4 separate regions of the Pan troglodytes genome follow, and all the other regions are linked to region 2. A link is a contact called in public HiChIP or PLAC-seq data. All regions are on one chromosome and are shown on one strand. Each heading gives the region's core, a stretch centred on a gene start, on an enhancer-like site or on the middle of the called end of the contact. The rest is flanking DNA. Distances are from core to core; before and after follow the strand shown.

What was found. HiChIP or PLAC-seq counts read pairs in DNA pulled down with a chosen protein or histone mark.
Region 1: a contact with region 2 is called in an H3K4me3 HiChIP or PLAC-seq map of stem cell-derived excitatory neurons, with 5 times the contacts expected there. The contact joins the promoter of SGSM2 here to the promoter of HIC1 in region 2. A contact is called at or near these places in 1 of 7 Hi-C or Micro-C datasets (blood) and 1 of 1 datasets of contacts at active chromatin or transcription factors (stem cell-derived excitatory neurons).
Region 3: an H3K4me3 HiChIP or PLAC-seq map of stem cell-derived excitatory neurons shows a contact between it and region 2, with 6 times the contacts expected there. The contact joins the promoter of TLCD2 here to the promoter of HIC1 in region 2. A contact is called at or near these places in 1 of 7 Hi-C or Micro-C datasets (stem cell-derived neural progenitor cells) and 1 of 1 datasets of contacts at active chromatin or transcription factors (stem cell-derived excitatory neurons).
Region 4: an H3K4me3 HiChIP or PLAC-seq map of stem cell-derived excitatory neurons shows a contact between it and region 2, with 6 times the contacts expected there. The contact joins the promoter of PRPF8 here to the promoter of HIC1 in region 2. A contact is called at or near these places in 1 of 7 Hi-C or Micro-C datasets (stem cell-derived neural progenitor cells) and 1 of 1 datasets of contacts at active chromatin or transcription factors (stem cell-derived excitatory neurons).

The regions. Positions count from the first base shown.
Region 1 is chr19:12,830,326-12,833,025 of NHGRI_mPanTro3-v2.0_pri, forward strand. It overlaps SGSM2 (small G protein signaling modulator 2), which reads left to right and starts at 1,349. Exons shown (of 24, transcript XM_511260.8): 1 at 1,349-1,486. The coding sequence starts at 1,430. It overlaps TSR1 (TSR1 ribosome maturation factor), which reads right to left and starts at 1,257. Exons shown (of 15, transcript XM_003315291.6): 1 at 72-1,257. The coding sequence starts at 168.
Region 2 is chr19:12,546,881-12,549,580 of NHGRI_mPanTro3-v2.0_pri, forward strand. HIC1 (HIC ZBTB transcriptional repressor 1) reads left to right here and starts at 1,266. Exons shown (of 2, transcript XM_016931176.3): 1 at 1,266-1,391.
Region 3 is chr19:12,192,243-12,194,942 of NHGRI_mPanTro3-v2.0_pri, forward strand. It overlaps TLCD2 (TLC domain containing 2), which reads right to left and starts at 1,412. Exons shown (of 3, transcript XM_054669934.2): 1 at 1,168-1,412; 2 at 599-681. The coding sequence starts at 1,321. LOC129137515 (a long non-coding RNA gene) reads right to left here. Exons shown (of 5, transcript XR_010152744.1): 5 at 2,592-2,700.
Region 4 is chr19:12,166,970-12,169,669 of NHGRI_mPanTro3-v2.0_pri, forward strand. PRPF8 (pre-mRNA processing factor 8) reads right to left here and starts at 1,274. Exons shown (of 43, transcript XM_016931138.4): 1 at 1,132-1,274; 2 at 824-934; 3 at 1-54. The coding sequence starts at 923.

The sequences.
Region 1 (2,700 bases), core at 99-2,598, 280 kb after region 2:
CAGTCTGGGCATGGGGAAAAAGAGTTAATAACGGCCAAATAGCCCTTATTCCTTCTACGTTATCTCCTTACCCTTGCCGTCCCGCTGTGCAGATCCCCGACCCCGATGCCGTCCGCCTTTATGAGCTTTATTCTGCTGCTTGAGCGGGCCGGGGCGGTGGGCCGCCATGCCGCAGCGCGCGTGTACGGAGTCAGCACTGCTTCCGGGCCAGGACAAGCGCTTCCGGTCCCCTCCAAGGGGGCGGGCCCTCCAGGGGGCGGGACTCCCTGCGCCCTCTCGCGAAGGCGTTTTCCAGCAGCTCGTGAGAGCGCCGTGTTACCGGGTTCGCCAATCCGCGCTGGGAACTTTTCCCACTTCGCAGTGTGTGGTTGGGGGCTTGAAGGCGCCGGATGTAGACTGTCGAGCCTCGGGCTGTTGGTCCAGCAGGGCTGTTTGTACCCCTTGCATTGTCATTTTTTTGCGCTATAAAGCTGCATCACATAGAAGCATGTTGACTGGAAGGCTCCATTCGTGCCGAAAAGGCCTAAGCCCTTCCTGTCACCTAGATTCGGGCACTTTGCTCTTCCGTTTGCAACGGCATGTTCTTTATCACTCTGAGCAACCTTTCTTCTCCCTCGATTCCCTAGCGAGGCTTGGGAATCGCGTGGAAGACACTTCTCTCACCTTGCCCGGTTCCGTACCAGCTCAAGCCCGTCCCTGTTACTCCAACCTGCGCCCCGCCTCCCACGGAGCGGCCGGGAAGGACCTTGTGGGACGTGGCGACCCGGCAAGGGGGACTGGCCGCGACCCTCCGGCCGTCGGGCTCGGGCGGCTGCGCTCCCACTAATCTTCCCAGAAACTTGACAACTGCACGGCGACGGCCGGACGGGGATTCAGAGGGGTCACGGGGCCAGGCTGCACCGGCTTCGCCGTGGGCAGGCTCGGACCGCAGGGGACCCCATGCCCGAGCCCCGGCCCCTTCCGTCCCGTCGGGAGAGGGAGCAGGCAGAAGTCAGGGGAGCTTCAGCGGGACCGAGGCTCGCTCTTAGCCGCGGGGCCGCGGGCTCCAGGGCCAGCGCTCACAATGCGGCTTGGCGCCCTCCATGCGGGAGCGGGTGCGTTGCCATGACAGCGACCCCCGTGGCGCGCGCCCGGGTCTGCCGCCCCTAGGCGCGCACGGCCTCTCCCCGCCCCGATCCCCCGTCGCTGTGCGCAACCCCCCTCCGGCTGTGGGAAGGGGCCGGGCCTGCCGCCTGACGTCTGTGCGGGGCTCGGAAGATGGCTGCGGAGCCGAGCACCGGGCAGTGGCTGCGGCGGCGGCGGCGGCGGCGGGCCGGGAGCGCGGCGGGCGGGGGCTCCGCCTTGCGCGTGGGGCGCTGAGCCGAGAGGCGCGGAGGCGGCGAGGGCGCGGGGGCTCTGAGGACCGCTCGGCGCCGCCTCCTGCCACACCATGGGCAGCGCAGAGGACGCAGTCAAAGAGAAACTGCTGTGGAACGTGAAGAAGGAGGTAAAGTCGAGTCAAGAACCCCGGGGGGCTCGCGCCCTGGCCCGCGCGGCCCAGGGGGCAGAAAGGTCCGCGCCCACCCCCCGGCGCGGGCACGCGGGCCGAACCTGGGCCGGGCGGGGCGGGTCCTGGACGGGCTGCGCCTCCTTCCCCTTTCTCGGATGGGGGAGGGCAGCGCCCCTCTGCCCGGGGGACCCGGCCGGCGCTCCCGGCTTGTTTGCTTCGCAGCCCCGCAGCTCCCCGCCCAGTGACGGCAGCGGCGCTGGGAGCCCGAGGCCGGGGGAGGGGTGGCGGCAATGGCGGGGATGGCTGGATCCGGAGCTGCCCATTCAGTGCCCGCGCCGCCAGGGGAGGGGGCGGGGCCCCGCGCGAGCTCCCGCGGCGCAGGTGGGTGTCGTGCGGGCCGAGCTTCCCCACGTCCTAAGTGGGTGTCGTGCGGGCTGAGCTCCCCCTTGTCCGACGTCCGCTGTGCCTCCAGCTACGGAGTGCTCGCTGCCGGAGGAGTGCGCCGCACACCTCAGTTTCTCCCTCCACGCCCACCTCCTTAGCCAGGGACCAGGGGCTTGTTTGGAATGGTTTTTAACACTCGGAAGTTTTTCCCTTTTGAGGGAAGCCCCCCTACTTCAGAAAGAGAAGCAGTCCTTCCCTCTACTAACTCCGTTTACCTTGACCCTGCCCAAAAGCCCATTTCCATTTCGGGTGGGGGGCAGTGACCATGTGAATGACTCACTCCCATATGAGAGCTGGAGAGCTCCAACCCACAGCGCAGCTTAGAATACATTGGGCCTCCTTCCCCTGCCTGCCTCTGTGGCTGTTGTCTGCCTGGTAAGTAAACTCCACCAGGGCAGGAGACCCTCTGTTTCGTCCACTGCCTTGTATCCAGTGCCTGGCATACTGTAGGCACTCCGTGACTGTTTGGTAAATAAATGTGCTGATTTTGGAGACTTCGAGGCCTGGTGTTTGGAAAGCATACATTTTGGAATAGTCTGGACCTAGTTCTGTGTGACCTTGAGTGAGTTACTTAACTTCTATGAGTCTAGATTTCTTCCTCTCTATGCCGTCTCCCATATATATATATATATATAAAAGTTACCTCACGCCTGTAATCCCAGCACGTTCGGAGGCCTAGGCGGGTGGATCACCTGAGCTCAGGAGTTCGAGACCAGCCTGGCCAATATAGTGAAACCCCGTCTCTACTAAAAATACCAAAATAAGCC
Region 2 (2,700 bases), core at 16-2,515:
CAGCGCGGGGGGCGGCGAGCGCGGTTGCTAAGCTCTCCAAGGCCTCGGAGGGACAGGATCTGGGCGCACCTCATCGGTTGCCATGGTAACGCAGCGCCCCAGCCCCTCGCGCTCCGCGGCGGAGGGAGGCGCAGCCAATCGGAAGCGGCGGAGTTCTCGGGGACCCCCCCCCCTCCCCGCTCCACGCCGTGTGTGGGCGGGGGTCAGGAGGTGCGGGGCGGAGGCGGAGCGTGGGCCGCGGAGATCCGGCGTTCGCAGGAGGCTTGGTGCGCGGCGGGGCTGCACGGGGCCACTTCCGGAGTAGTACTGCGAGCAGCGGCGCGACAGTGCGGGGTCCCCTTTCTCCCAGAAGAGACGTCACCCACACAAACCTGACCTTCACGTGGGGCGCGGGACCTTGCGGGGTCCCAGGCGCAGGCGCCCCTGTTGTTTCCTTCGGGCGGGTGGGTTGGAGAAAAAGTCCACGCGGGATTCTTCAAAACGGCGTACAGGGGGATTCTAGGGCCCCATGGTTACTTCTTTGGACCCCCCGGAGGCGCTGTCCAGCCACTTCCAGTCGCCCTGATGACTCGTCGTGGGTTCCTTTAGGAGACCCGAAAGTTCAGGGCGGGCTGTGTGGGTAACACCTCTGCCCAGGTTCCCGGAGGGCCCTACGTGGCTGCCCCTGGAGTATCCCAGAGCGCTAGGGCTGCGGGAAGGGGCGGGTGTGCTTCTGGAAACATGAGCGCCTGTTAGTATCAGTGCCTGGATAGGGCTGGGGACAAATCAGTTTATGCCGCGCACACCGAATCCATGCGCCTGAGGGTGGGTGTGTTGGGGAGTGCGTCCAAGTGGACAGTGCCGTACAGTAATGTCTACGGGGAGTTCCAGGAGAGCTCGGCTACTGCGCAGGATAACCTCTCCTCCACCCCCACCACCCGAGTCCGGCGCTTGCGGGCAGGACTTTTCCGAATTGGGGCTGTGTGCCTAGAAATACGTACATGGGAGCGCTCAGCTCAAAGCCCCAGGGTTTCTGGGACTCGCGTGTCTGGGGTCGGGGTCCCAGGTGGGTACAGGTGGGAGGGCGAACCTGCGGGTAGGGTGGGCCCCTCCCCGCGGGCTCAGCATCTGTGCGCCTCCAGCTCAGGTGCGCGGGAGGAAGGCAGCGGCCTGCCGCGCAGAGCCCTGCGCGCCCGCGAGGTGGCGCCATAGCCGCAGCAGCGCCCGCCGGCCCGGGCCGCTCCAGATAAGAGTGTGCGGAAAGCGCGGCGGGGCTGAGACGCGACCAGGACGCGGGGAGGACGGACCAGCAGGACAGACCGACCGGGGGCCCGGCGGGCGGAGGGCAGCGCAGCCACGTCCCCCCTGGATCCGCCGTCAGCCGGGCCCGGGGCTTTCGACATGCCCCCCAGGTGGGTCCTCGAGCCGGGGACCGGGAGGGATGGGGGACCCGGGACAGCCCGGTCCTCGTGCGTCGGCCGCCTCGGGCGCATCTTCTGGCGCGGGTGCCCCATCGCGGCTGGCGGCTGGCGTTCAGGGCTCCGGGTGTCGTCCCTTTCGGACTCAGGACCACCGGGCCGCGGCTCCGCGCCGGGTTCACGGCGGGGTCAGCGGCTCGGGTCCGGCTCTGCCCGCACATGGGCTGGAGAGGCGAGGGGAAGGGAAGGGGAGCTGGCGGGCGGGGCTGGCAGGGGCGCTGCCCTGGCACAGCTCGGGGCCTGGCAGCGGCGGGTGGGGCATCGGCTAAGAGCTGCCACCGCCGCGGGGAGGGGAGCCCGGCCCGCCGGGACCGCAGGTAACGGGCCGCGGGGCCCCGCGGGCCAGGAAGGGAACGGGGTCGGGCGGGCGAGCAGCGGGCAGGGGAGCTCAGGGCTCGGCTCCGGGCTCTGCCGCCAGATTTGGGGGCCGCGAGGAAGAGCTGCGAGCCGAGGGCCTGGGGCCGGCGCACTCCTCCCGCCCTGTCTGCAGTTGGAAAACTTTTCCCCAAGTTTGGGGCGGCGGAGTTCCGGGGGAGAAGGGGCCGGGGGAGCCGCGGAGGGAGGCGCCGGGCCCGCGCGTGTAGGGCCCAGGCCGAGGCCGGGACGCGGGTGGGGCGCAGGCCCGGGTCAGGGCCGCAGCCGGCTGTGCGCCGTGCCCGCCCGGGGCGCTGCCCCCTCCCTCCCCTGGGAGCTGCGTGGCTCCCCCCTCCCCCCCACCTGCTTCCTGCCTCAGCCTCCTGCCCCGATATAACGCCCTCCCCGCGCCGGGCCCGGCCTTCGCGCTCTGCCCGCCACGGCAGCCGCTGCCTCCGCTCCCCGCGCGGCCGCCGCCCGGGCCCCGACCGAGGGTTGACAGCCCCCGGCCAGGGCGGCGCCAGGGCGGGCACCGCGCTCCCCTCCTCCGTATCACTTCCCCCAACTGGGGCAACTTCTCCCGAGGCGGGAGGCGCTGGTTCCTCGGCTCCCTTTCTCCCTACTTGGGTAAACTTCTCCGCCCTGAATGACTTTTCCTGAAGCGGACATTTTACTTAAATCCGGTAACTGTCTCCAAAAGGGTCACTGCGCCTGAACAGTTTTCTTCTCGGAAGCCCCAGCACCCAGCCAGGTGCCCTGGGGCGTGCAGGCCGACCTGGCCTCCCCTCCACTGGCGGCCGCTCACCTCCTGCTCCTTCTCCTGGTCCGGGCGGGCCGGCCTGGGCTCCCACTCCAGAGGGCAGCCGGTCCTTCGCCGGTGCCCAGGCCG
Region 3 (2,700 bases), core at 162-2,661, 350 kb before region 2:
TGGGTGCCCTTGTATGGTGGGTGCCCTGGCATGGTGGGTGCCCTTGTATGGTGGGTGCCCTGGCATGGTAGGTGCCCTGGCCTGGTGGGTATCTGGACTCCCCAGCTGTGGCCAGCAGCCGCCTCCTCCCCCTAACTCAGCCTAAGACTGGGAGCCAAGCACCAGCTGGGGGCAGAAACTGTGGGAAATTATAGGACAGAAAAATGAAGAGAGGGCCAGGGGCGGTGGCTCATGCTTGTAATCCCAGCACTTTGGAAGGCTGAAGTGAGCGGATCACCTGAGGTCAGAAGTTCGAGACCAGCCTGGCCAACATGGAGAAACCCCGTTTTTACTAAAAATACAAAAAATTACTTGGGCATGGTGGCAGGTGCCTGTAATCCCAGCTACGTGGGAGGCTGAGGCAGGAGAATTGCTTGAACCCAGGAGGCGAAGGTTGCAGTGAACAGAGGCCGAACCACTGGACTCCAGCCTGGGTGACAGAGTGAGACTCCGTCTCAAAAAAAAAAAAAAAAAAAAGAATGAGGAGAGACTGGGAACCTCGGGCTGAACAGGGCTCCCCTCCTCCCTTCCTGTCTGGCTTCTCCCCTCAGAGTCTCACCACCAAATGATGACAGAGAAGATCCCAGGTCTTGCCCAAGGTCTGGTTCCACAGCAGGTCAGCTCCGTCTGCCAGGAAGTAACCTGTGGGCATGGGGGTAGGGGTTAGGCTGCTCCAGAGCCCGGGCAGCTTAGAGAGGATTTCCAGCCCCCCCGCCCCGCCCCTCTCCCAGTTCTTCGTTTTCCCTCGGTAAAGCCTTCAGGAACGTTTAACCCCCATGGGGGCGGGGAATGGACCTCGAAGGACAGCAGAAGCTGCCCCCCGCCCCATCCCCACCACCGGCCCAGCCTTCCCTGCAGACTCACCCACAGACACAGCCACCAGCACCAGAGCCCAGCGCGGGTGGCCATGGATGGGGTCGGCGGCCATCTGAGGGTACAGTGACAGGCTGGGGGCATGGGGTGGGGACATGGGGGGGGGGCATGGTCAGCCTCTCGAGGCCCCGGCCGCAGTCTCCCTGTGCGCACCCCCACCCCAGTCTCAGCTCTGGAGACGCCCGGCGGGTCTCCCGGCCTCAGCCTCCCACCCCTCGCCCTCGCCCCGTGCGCCTCGAGCCCCCAAGCCCGCACCCGAGCAGCGCCCCGGTCCCCGAGAGCAGGCTGTGCGCCAGGGAGACGCAGAGGTTCCACCACTGTCAGCGGTCCCGAGCCGCCGCAGCCCCCAGTGCAGCCCCCGGAACGCGAGGAAGGAGGCGCCGGCCACCAGGAGCCCCGTGGGAGCCATGGCCTGGCGGTTGGGGGGGTGCGGGGGGTCCGGGTCGGTCCCCTCGGCGCCCGCGCTCTCGGCCGGGACTGGGAACCCGCTTCCCGGCAGGGCTGGGGCCCCGGCTCCCCTCCCCGCCGCGCCTTCGGGATCAGCAGGAACTTTTCCCCGTTCGTCCACGCCCAGTCCCTCGCCTGTGCGGTGATTGGAGCAGCCGCGGGGCCGCCGCCCCCGGAGCCTTGGCCACCGATTGCGTCTTGCTCCAGCCGGGGGAGCGGTTCGGGGGCTCCGGGCAGTAGACCATGCCCTGGAGCTCGGGGGGCCTCCGGGATGTTCGCCAATAGGGGTCCTCCCCAGCTCCAAGCGTCCTGAAGCGCTGGAGTTGCAGACCTGGGTCTCCAGTCTAACCTCACCTGACACTCCCGGGCCCCACCCACGAACCTTGACCTCCTCTTCCCGGCTCCCGCGACTTTCACCTGCTGAGCGTCATCACCACCCACCGCCACACCCTGCAAGGCAGAGGCTAGCGCAGCCCACTCGTACCTGCCCGAGCCTGGCCGCCGCCCCCACTTCCCTCCCCGCGTCCGTGGTGGGGACGGGGTGCCCCACTTTCTTGGAGTCACCCCTTCTGCCTCCTGAGGTTTCCACGCCTTTACCATATCCCGGCAAACCTGTAATTCCAGCAGTTCTGCTCCCCCTCCCCCACAACCCCCAGGAGCCCCCATGTTGGAGAAGCGACCCACTGGGCCCCGGCCCGACCCCCAGCATTGTTTTCGGCCCTACGGAGGAGCCTCATTAGGAAGAGGACGCAAAAGGGAATCGCTGGCCCCCAGTCTTGAAAAGCACTTCCTTCCCCAAGGGCTTGGTACCCGTTGGGTGGGTAGAATATCTTCAATCCGAGGGCAAGGAAAGGTAACACAGGGTCCCTTCAAGGCTGGGACAGAGTCAGAAGAGAAAAACAGACCTGTCCTGCTCTCAGTAGCAGGGGGGTTAGGATTCCGGAACCCTCCAGCCTTAAGAGGAAGAGCCTCCCCCAGCCCCTCACCACCTGAAGAGCCCCAGGTTGCACTGCTTTCCTTCCACCTTACTCCACTCCACCTCTTCAGCTGGCAGACAGTCAGCAAGTCAGAGCTGTTTCCTGCAGGCTGAGAGGGAGGATTCCAGCTACTTCAAAGAATTAAGTTCATAAACCAAGAGGTGCCCCAACCAAACCTTCTCACCAAAAAAGCTGAGGTCTTCCCTTCATTCTTCTACTCCCACCTCTCCAAAGGTTTAAATAATAACACTGATCTCTTAAATTATATTTATTATATGAAATACAAAATGTAGAAAATTTGGAAATTACAGAAAAACCAAAGATGAAAATTACAGTGACTTTGTTCCACCATACAAAGATAACC
Region 4 (2,700 bases), core at 24-2,523, 380 kb before region 2:
CAAACTTCCGCTTTTCTGCATAGCGCTTGGCCTGCAATTGCTGCCATTTTCGAGCTGGAAAGGAACCTCAGTTTAAAGGCCTGCACACCCTCGCCTAATCCTCTTCACCTCTTGCCCTAGGGTAAGCTCCTGTCAGTGAGTGTGAGGGAGGAGCAGGCACCAGCAGGAAGAAGCACCCCTTGCCAATTCCCTTACCATTTTACTCTATTTTTCCTTTCATCACATTGATCACTATCTGACTTTTTTTTTATTTTTTTGAGAGTTGTTTCGCTCTGTCTCCCAGGCTGGAGTGCAATGGTGCGATGTCGGCTCACTGCAACCTCCGCCTCCTGGGTTCAAGCCATTCTCCTGCCTCAGCCTCCCCAGTAGCTGGGATTATAGAGACGCGCCACCACACACGACTCATTTTTGTATTTTTCGTAGAGACGAGGTTTCACTGTGTTGGCCAGGCTGGTCTGGAACTCCTGACCTCAGGTGATCCGCCCGCCTGGGCCTCCCAAAGTGCTGGGATTACAAGCGTGAGCCACCGCGCCCGGCCTGACATTTTTATTACAGAGCCTCGAGGTTTTGTTATTGTCTATCTCTCCCGCTGTAATTTAAACCCCGTAAGGACAGGAATTTTGTCTCCGTCACTACTGTACCCCCGCTGGATCAGCGCTTGCAAATAATACGCGCTTAAAATGACTTGATGAAAAATTAACTGGAAATAACAAGGGAGCTGACACCTCAGGAGCTGCCCAAACGGGGAGGGTCCCCACCCGCCTGCGCGCGCGCACACCCGCCCCGCCTCCGGCCCGCGCGCCGCTCCACACTCCCGCCTCACCTTTCTCCTGCAGCTTCTCCTCCGACATGTAGTCCGGTAGCGGGGCTAGAGGGCCAGGCACCGGGTTACCCGGCCCTCGATAAGGAAATACTCCGGCCATATCCGGAGAATCTGGGGAGCGGCGGGATAAAAAAATTCACTAACCACAGGCCCGGGCCCACAAGAAGCGCAGCAGAAAGGCGTCCGGGGACCCCGGCCTGCAGTCCCGCCACACAGTGCATCCAGCCCCGCCCGGCCTAACCCCTTCGGTCACTCGCCCCGACCCGACCACGCCTCCCGCAGCCCGGCCTTAAACGCCTGCCACGCACCTCACAGGCCCTCACACAAGAGGCCGCTTTCCCCGCAGCGCAATGGCGGCCAGTCTGCGTCCGCTCCTCGTTCCCAGCGCCGGGAAGTGCGCAACCCGAGTTCAGCAGTTGATCCAGTCGGCGCCGAGGTGCTCAGATGGATTAGTGAGACGACCAATTAGAGTTGCACACTGCGCCGAGGAGGCGGGCCCATAGGCGGAAAGGCTTTGAACGCAAGGGGGTGTGGTCGGGGTGAAGCCCCGCCTCCTCCATTTCCGAGGCTGTTTCTGGGGCCTCTGACAGACCTCAGCGTGATGGGCTCCCGGCGTCGCACTGTGAGAGACCGAAGTCTAAAGGGTTTGAATAAATTTGCCAAGATTGCGCATTGTACGATGTCTGTTGTCATCAATGTGTACATGCAATGCAGTACTAGCTCCTGGACAGTCATTTGTTCATGCATTCATTCATTTAACCATCACTGTCTACCAAGGACGAGGGATAAAGCAGGAAAAAAGACAACCAGTAGAGTTCACAGGGGAGCAGAAAGGCAGGCAAGAATTAAGACCTTGGCCGGGCGCGGTGGCTCACGCCTGGAATCGCAGCACTTTGGGAGGCCGAGGCAGGCGGATCACTTAAAGCCAGAAGTTCGAGGCCAGCCTGGCCAACATGGTGAAACCCCGTCTCTACTAAAAATACAAAAATTAGCCGGGCGTGGTGGCGGGCGCCTGTAGTCCCAGCTACTCGGGAAGCTGAGGCAGGAGAATCGCTTGAACCCGGGAGGGGGAGGTTGCAGTGAGCCAAGATCGCGCCACTGCACTCCAGCCTGGGTGACAGAGCGAGACTCTGTCTCGGGGGAAAAAAAAAAGTCTGAAATTCCGTGGAGGGTGCAGAGGAATTGTAACCCATACAGCCCCTGAATCTAGTTGAGAATTTACAAATCAAAGTGAAATAATTAGAAAAAAATTCAAAGGATGTCAATGTGCTTTCAGAACGGTAAAAATTTTTTAAATATTCCTTTTGTTTTTTTGAGACAGGGTCTCACTCTGTTGCCCAGACCGGAGTGCAATGGCGCGATCTCAATTCACCACAACCTCCACCTCCCAGGATCAAGCAATTCTCCTGCTTCAGTCTCCAGAGTAGCTGGATTACAGGCACGCGCCACTACTGCCGGCTAAGTTTTGTATTTTTAGTAGAAACAGGGTTTCACTATGTTGGCCAGGCTGGTCTCAAACTCCTGACCTTACGAAATCCTCCTGCCTCGGCCCTCCCAGAATGCTGGGATTACAGGCATGAGCCCCCATGCCCGGCCTGAAATCTATTTTTTAATGCAATGGGGAGTTTCAGCAAGGGCTGGGTGTTCTGAAGGTCCCTACAGTCAAAAAAGACAGAGGAGAATTGTTAAAGATTTGATGGAGATGGATGGATGTGAGGATTTCATAAAGGTAAATGGAGAGGAAGGAAAAAGGTAATCCCAAGTGGTAGAACTACTAGAAAGAGTTAAGAAAGAAGCCGGGCACGGTGACTCATACCTGTATATCCTAGCACGTTGGGAGGCAGCGGCGAGAGGGTTTGTTAAACTCATGAGTTTAA